2 separate regions of the Mus musculus genome follow, and region 2 is linked to region 1. Evidence: chromatin contacts called from public Hi-C data. All regions are on one chromosome and are shown on one strand. The core of a region is the stretch at or near the end of the contact, and the rest is flanking DNA. Distances in the headings are between cores, read along the strand shown. Region 1 overlaps Adamts9 (a disintegrin-like and metallopeptidase (reprolysin type) with thrombospondin type 1 motif, 9). Region 2 has its middle 13 kb from the start of Gm38863.

Evidence for each region. A called contact is a pair of places that touch in the nucleus more often than the background predicts.
Region 2: a Hi-C map of trophoblast stem cells shows a contact between it and region 1, with 2.3 times the contacts expected there. The contact joins two enhancer-like sites. A contact is called at or near these places in 9 of 484 Hi-C or Micro-C datasets (the HL-1 cell line, Sertoli cells, embryonic stem cells and 5 more), 5 of 115 datasets of contacts at active chromatin or transcription factors (embryonic midbrain, embryonic stem cells and pancreatic cancer cells) and 1 of 9 other capture datasets (embryonic stem cells).

Annotation. Positions count from the first base shown.
Region 1 is chr6:92,778,133-92,781,382 of GRCm38.p6, reverse strand. All of the region lies in intron 38 of Adamts9 (a disintegrin-like and metallopeptidase (reprolysin type) with thrombospondin type 1 motif, 9), which reads left to right. Among named protein-coding and RNA genes, the nearest start is that of Gm52913, 6.9 kb to the left of the region's middle. Within about 2 kb of position 1,517, at least 13 of the 459 cell types and tissues checked have an H3K27ac peak or open chromatin away from gene starts, as enhancers often do. A contact at or near this core is called in trophoblast stem cells, where this site is marked.
Region 2 is chr6:93,179,887-93,183,136 of GRCm38.p6, reverse strand. No RefSeq gene overlaps it. Among named protein-coding and RNA genes, the nearest start is that of Gm38863, 13 kb to the left of the region's middle. Within about 2 kb of position 1,671, at least 20 of the 459 cell types and tissues checked have an H3K27ac peak or open chromatin away from gene starts, as enhancers often do. A contact at or near this core is called in trophoblast stem cells, where this site is marked.

The DNA.
Region 1 (3,250 bases), core at 268-2,767:
TTTTGTTTATCTGTTTTGTTTTGTGTTTTGCCAAATGGCAGGATTGGTTATATATGGATAATATATGTATGTACATATCAAGAGAGTACAGATATCCGCAAAAGTGTTATTACTTGGGCTGGAGAGGTGGCTCGGTGGTTAAAAGCACTTAAGTGCTCTTCCAGGCTCATTCCTAGAATCCTCATGATGGTGTGCCACCATCTCTAAATCCAGTCCTGGGATGATCTGATGCCTCTTCTGGCATGCACTTGAGTGTGCGAGTGTGCGTGCACGCACACGCTGGCACACACACATGTGTACACATACACACACATACACACACGGTGGGGGGAGAGAGAGAGAGGATGTTGCTAGTTGAATTCTAAAGATACAATACAAATAACTGGGTAACATTTTAACACATCTACCAAGGAAATAATAGAATATTGGAGAAGGAAAATATTTTGTCTAACTAGTGTTTTCTATTATCAAAATTTATGGTAAACATTTGTCTGTTAATGCTAATGGGAAGGAGATCTTTCGTTCGTGTTGCTAAATGCCTTTTTACGTAGACAGCCATTGCCAAGCACTACCATCTCTTCACAACTGTACACTTTTAATCACGCATGCTCAAGTCTGTCAGGCATTTGTAAAACTGTCCTAGAGTTTTCTTCTGGCCTTTGCTTGTTTACAAGGTTTATTGTTTTGCTTACAAGTGTGTCCCCGCCTGCATGGGCTTTACTTACCAGATGCGTGCAGGTCCTCTAGAACGTCTTGGATTCCTTGAGGCTGCGCTTACAGGCCAGTGTGAGCCTGGTGTGGGTGCTAGACAGCAGTGAGCGTTCTTAACTGCTGAGCCATCTCTCCTGCACCTTGATACCTGTTCTTCCATTAATCATTTGCAGCTGAAAGTTATCTGGGAGCGTCCTGTTAAATGGCCTGGTTAAATGGATTTTGAAATATGAAAATTATGTCCTCCACACATCAAAGTCCAGGTCTGCAGTTTGTGCTCAGGAAACACAATCACTGTGAGTGTGTACGGAATAGAGATGCATCTCCTTGTCTTAACTTGCGATGGCCCTAGGAAGGGCATTTAAAAAGCTTAACACTGCTTGTCATTTAAGCCATATCACTTAAACATAGTTTAAGTGTTCCCTATCAGGATCTCCTTCCTCCGTTATAGGCTAAGTTTCTTATTAGTAGCAGAGCTGACGTTCAAAGCCACTGAGGGTTCACTTGTAGTGACCGGGAACAGATTTTATTCTCACCTCTGACCTCAAAAAACTTATTCAAAATATTGGCTGCTGTTCAGCTCTTACCCCATACAATAGAATAGGTCAAATGTTTGGACTCTAGGCCTCACCAAAAGGAATCCTAAAATTGGGTGGCTGAAGAAAAGGGAGTGAGCGAGCTAAGGACCAGTGTTCCGCCCCTCCCTTGCCTCTTCCTTTGCCCCTCCCCCGTCCCTCCCCTGCCCCTCCTCCCTCCCTCCCTCTCTCTGCTTCCTGACTGTGAAGGCCATACTGCCTCACTGCCCTGCCCTTCAAGATAGCCTGCCAGGCAGCAAGCACACACTAGGCTAGACTGGAGGGAAGCTTAGCTGGGATGGCTGGGTGCAGTCGGGATCTTGGTCGGCCGTGAGTGCACAGGTAAAGAACACAGACACACACAGACACACACAGACACACACAGACACACACAGACACACACACACACACACACACACACACACACATACACACACAGGAGCAGCTTCAAAAAACTGGTTCAGTTTATTGGGGGAGGGGGGAACAAAGACTATTTAAACTTTTGGGTGGGGAGGGGCTATCAGGATGAGTGCATGTGATTGGCTGGGGCCAGGATGTTGGGGATGCCTCATTTGCATAAGGAAGAATTCCAGGTGCTGCTGGACATGACTTTATAAGAAGGGGGAAAGGAAGTTTAACCGGGCTACTGGCTATGTGACAACGCCTCTGATGAGGCAAGGGTAGGAGGCACAGGGATATGAGCATCAGAGTATGCTGGCCCAAGGCAGGGGAGAGGAGGTGGTGTAGGGCTGGGGGTGGGGAAGCGATCGTACTCCTGCAGATCTCAGGACCTGGGTTTGGGCATGCTTCAGCCCCACTCTCGCTCCAGGCCTTCTCCTAGGCTCCCTGGCCCCACACTATCCGACCTGCAGCCTCACTTCCCTGCTGCCACGCGGTTTCACACATGACAGGCAGTACTCTGAAACTGGGGCCCTAAATAAACCCTTGCCTCCTCCTCTCCTGAGTTGTTTCTGTTGGGTACTTTGTGTCGCCAAGGAGAAAAGTAACTAGTATCACCAGAGAGTCTCTCGGTCCCTCGCTCTGGTTCCTTCTCCACAGCTTTGCATTCCAGTCTGCTTCTCAGAGACATTGCACACACATGTATCCTAGTCATCGCACAGTGAGTGGGCTCTCCTTGAATAAAGAGCAAGATCTTTGGGATTTGTTTCCCCTCCACCTGCTCCTTCGGTTCTTGCTGTTAAATAAAATATAATTAGCTTGGTGGGTAAATTAATTTTCTCTTATTTTGCTAAGAATTGAGGCACATGGAATGTACCTAATCCCACTTGTTGTTTTTGTGAACCAAATATGCTGTGTTGATTGATATTCTATCTTAAATTTCCCGCATTTTGATGGTGGCTTTCTCCTAAGCTGGAAATACTGTGATAAGTGCTCAGTGTGGGGATGCCCTCTGTTGTTGTTATTTTCTTAAGCCTACTTGTAATACTGTTGTGTGATAAACACAATAATTTATTGCCTAAAATTGATCACAGAACACTCCACATGCCCCTGTATCTTAAGAGCAGGACATTTAAAGCCCACTGTCCTCATCTTCTCCTTGATGTATCACAGTCCGATGGGCTCCTGGATTAGTGACTCGTGCCAATGCCGTGACAAAATGCCCAATAAAACCAACTGAAAAGAAGAAGGGTTTATTCTGGCTGTCTGAGGGTGCACCGTCCATCGTGAGGAGGAAGGCGTAGTGACAGGAGCAGGAGGAAAGACAGCGATCCCATTGCATCCACAGCCAGAAACCAAAAGATGAATGGGGGAAACACAGGCTTTCCTCATTCTCCCCCCACACCCCGCCCCCGCGCTAACTCAGCCTCAGCTCTGAGCCTGTGTTTAGAGCAGGTGTTCCCTCCTCTGAGACACATCCAGGAGAGCATTTCTAGGTGATTCTAAATCCAGACAAGGTGACAATGAAGATTTACCATCACAATTGTAGTAAGAAAATAATGAAA
Region 2 (3,250 bases), core at 422-2,921, 400 kb before region 1:
CAGTGTGTGATGTGCTTCTCTCTATATATGCATGTGTGTAGTGTGCATGTGTATATATGGTATGTGTGATATGATGCGGGATGGTGCTTGTATGTGTAAGTGTTTTGCATGTATATGCATGTGGAGGCCTGAAGTTATCAAGAGCTGGGGTTTTTTTTGGTTACTTTCGCTTTGTTTATTGAGGCCTGATCTCTTGGGGGTACTCATTGACTGCAGTTAGATTAGCTTCAGCTTGCCCCAGGGAGCCCTTGTCTCTGGTTCCTTAGTGCTGGAATTACCGGTGGCCACTGTCTCGCTTCTGCTCTAGATGCTAGTGAAAAGTGCCAAGTGCTATCACAAATCCTTGCTGAGCCAGGTTCAAAACGTGACCGCACAGATATGTAAACATTATTAGTGTTGCCCCGTCATCCCGTACAGCTTGATTTCTCTTTGGAGCTCTGTCAACTCCTATTTCAGAAGAACAGAGTTTTGCATTTTCAGGGTCCAGATCAAGAGTTTGCTCCCTTGTCTGGGATCTACAAAGGATCCTCAGCAGGGTGTGGTCACTTTCACAGCTGATCACACTGGAACATCCCAGCCCCACATCTTGCCAGATAGCCTCCACTGGCTTTTCATGTTCTCTCGACAGTCTAGTCTCTTCTGGCCTTTCTCAAATGCAAGCTGCATCACCTCTGTGTTCCTGTGTTTCTCTTTGCTGGTACATAAAGACAGTCTGTAATATGGCTGCTTCATGTCACCATGGTCTAACCACCTTCTTCTCCATTTTATCTTTTTCATGCATAACTATATATTTATTCTGTCACTTTGGGCCATCATTGTAGCAAAAATTATTAATGAGTACCATAAAGGTTTTTAGGGTTTTTACAGTTTAAAATTAAACTTTTTGGTTGGCAAAGAAATGAGTTTCATTACGTTAATGTTCCTTTTCTCTTTTATTTTATTAGATCTTTGATAATCTCAAACAATGCATTTTGATCTTATTCATCTCTTTCCCCCAACCCCTTCCATACCTACCCCCTCTTCCCTACTGGCCTTGTCATCTCTCTCTTTACTTTTTTAGACCTACCTAATGCAATTTGTGCCATCTATATATTCTTGGATGTGTGTCCTTCCATCAGAGTGTGGGCCCATTACCAGGGCCTACACCTTAAAACCTGACAGACATCTCCTTGTAGCTGTCAACTGTCATTATGGAAGGTCAGAGCTGTATTATACTATTTGCTCAGAACTTCTTTCATTTCCCATGATGCTCCTTGTTCCTTCTTGTCACAGGATTGTGACAAGGCTGTGCTTTCTCCTGTCACCATTAGCTTTATTGACTCCATTAGAAGTGGTCCCTGTCCTTCTAGGCAGGCGACTCACAATGCAATCTCAGAACACCCTGGGGCTTTGCTTCATAGTATTGTGCCCGTTAATTTGATTAATGTCTGTCTCCCTCTTTGGACTGAGAGCTCTAGTAAGGTGAGCATAGTGTGTGTGTGTGTGTGTGTGTGTGTGTGTGTGTGTGTGTGTGTGTGTACTTTTGCCCCAGGTCCTAGAACTGTGCTCAGTTCAGAGTGTGGAGCAGGACATTTCACATTCAGCCTTTTGGACCTCTTTAGAAGCAGGTATGTGAACCAGTGCTCACATTCAGCCTGGAATCTCAACTCAGCGGGGAACAGCCAAAGGCAAATCACCAAGGGATTAAAGAGCCAGGTTTAGGGGCAGGAAGAACCTTTCCAGTATCAGTGTTGATGTCTCAAAGCCTTGGTATTTATGGTTTCTCCTTTGTTTGGTTTGGACGCAGGCATTCCTCTATCTCCTTTGGAGTCTGCCATTTCCTTGTTTAGGGATTTAATTAAGTCTGCTCCTAACATGCTACAAACAGCCAGTGGGGGTGGGGAGAGAGAGAGAGAGAGAGAGAGAGAGAGAGAGAGAGAGAGAGAGAGAGAGAGAGAGAGACAGAGAGAGAGAGAGAGAGAGTGAGAGAGAGAGAGAGAGAGACAGAGAGAGAGACAGAGAGAGAGACAGAGAGAGAGAGAGAGATCTGCACTGGGGAGATATGTTAGTTGTGCACAGTTTAGCGAAGCTGAGGGATTTACTGTGTGCATAGCTCCATGGTGGATCTGCCTGTGCTGTTAGTCTAATCCCAGATTTCGAGCTGTTCCCTCGGCTTTGTGTTTCCTAAGGGATCTAATTCTAAGTAGGAGCAAAACCAGAAATCAGACTTGTCCATAAACAAAGAGAAGTATTTTCTTCAGGAGCCTTATTCCAGCAACGGATGGGACCACGGTGTGAGAATGCTAGCAATTACCAGTAGTGGAGAAATAGCCTTGCTTAAACTTCTTTTTTAAAGTGTCGAGTGCTTTGCCTACAGTGTCTTATGTAATATCTACAACCATCCTAGGAAGGGCTCTGTATGACCAGGGTGAAAACTGCAGCAGAAGGAAGCCGACCCTTTCCCGGAGACCACACAGGAAGCAACAGGTGGTAAAAGAATTCAGAGGGGTGCAGATGATCTTTCTGTCTCACCGCCCCTCACCACCGTTTTATCTTCCCCTTTGGTCTCTCATCGTTCCTTCCATAAATCTTTTATTTTCAGGGCTTTATTGTATAATGGTCACCAGGGAAATCAAAGGATGGTAACTTACAAGGCTCTTTCCCTGGAAAAGTTGACCACCCTGTGGGTTATAGATTGGCTAATTTCCTTGCTGACATCTTTCCTGTTTTCTTTTTTTGTCCCTTTTAATTAATTGACTAATTAATTAATTAATTTTAATTTGTTTAAGCAGAATATTATTCATACCCCAAGCTGGCCTGGAATTCACTATATATCCCAAATCGGCCTTGAACTGGAAGGCAACTTTCTTTGCTTGTCCTCCCAGGTACTAGATTTGTGCTACCATGCCTGGCTCCTTACTAACCTGACTGAGCACTTCTGAGACCCAGGCTTTTGATACCCTATTTGTGATAGTTTATTATGCCCACGTTGATGATCTTACCCCTTCCTTTAAATAAGAAAATGGAAGCCTGAGGTGAACCAACTTCCTGTTAGTTCTCAGGGAGGCACCTAAGAGTTCATTATTTAGGGTAATTTGCTCAGCCTGGATGAAAGAAAGCCTCAGACTTATCTGACTTAGTGAAATGTCCATACATTACACTAAACTGTAGCAACATGAAGAATGCATAGATAAAGGGACTTCCAAGGCACTTTAAGAGCCTTGGGTAAGATGCATGTATCTTTACCCAAAGAAGGCTTTTTGAAGAATTC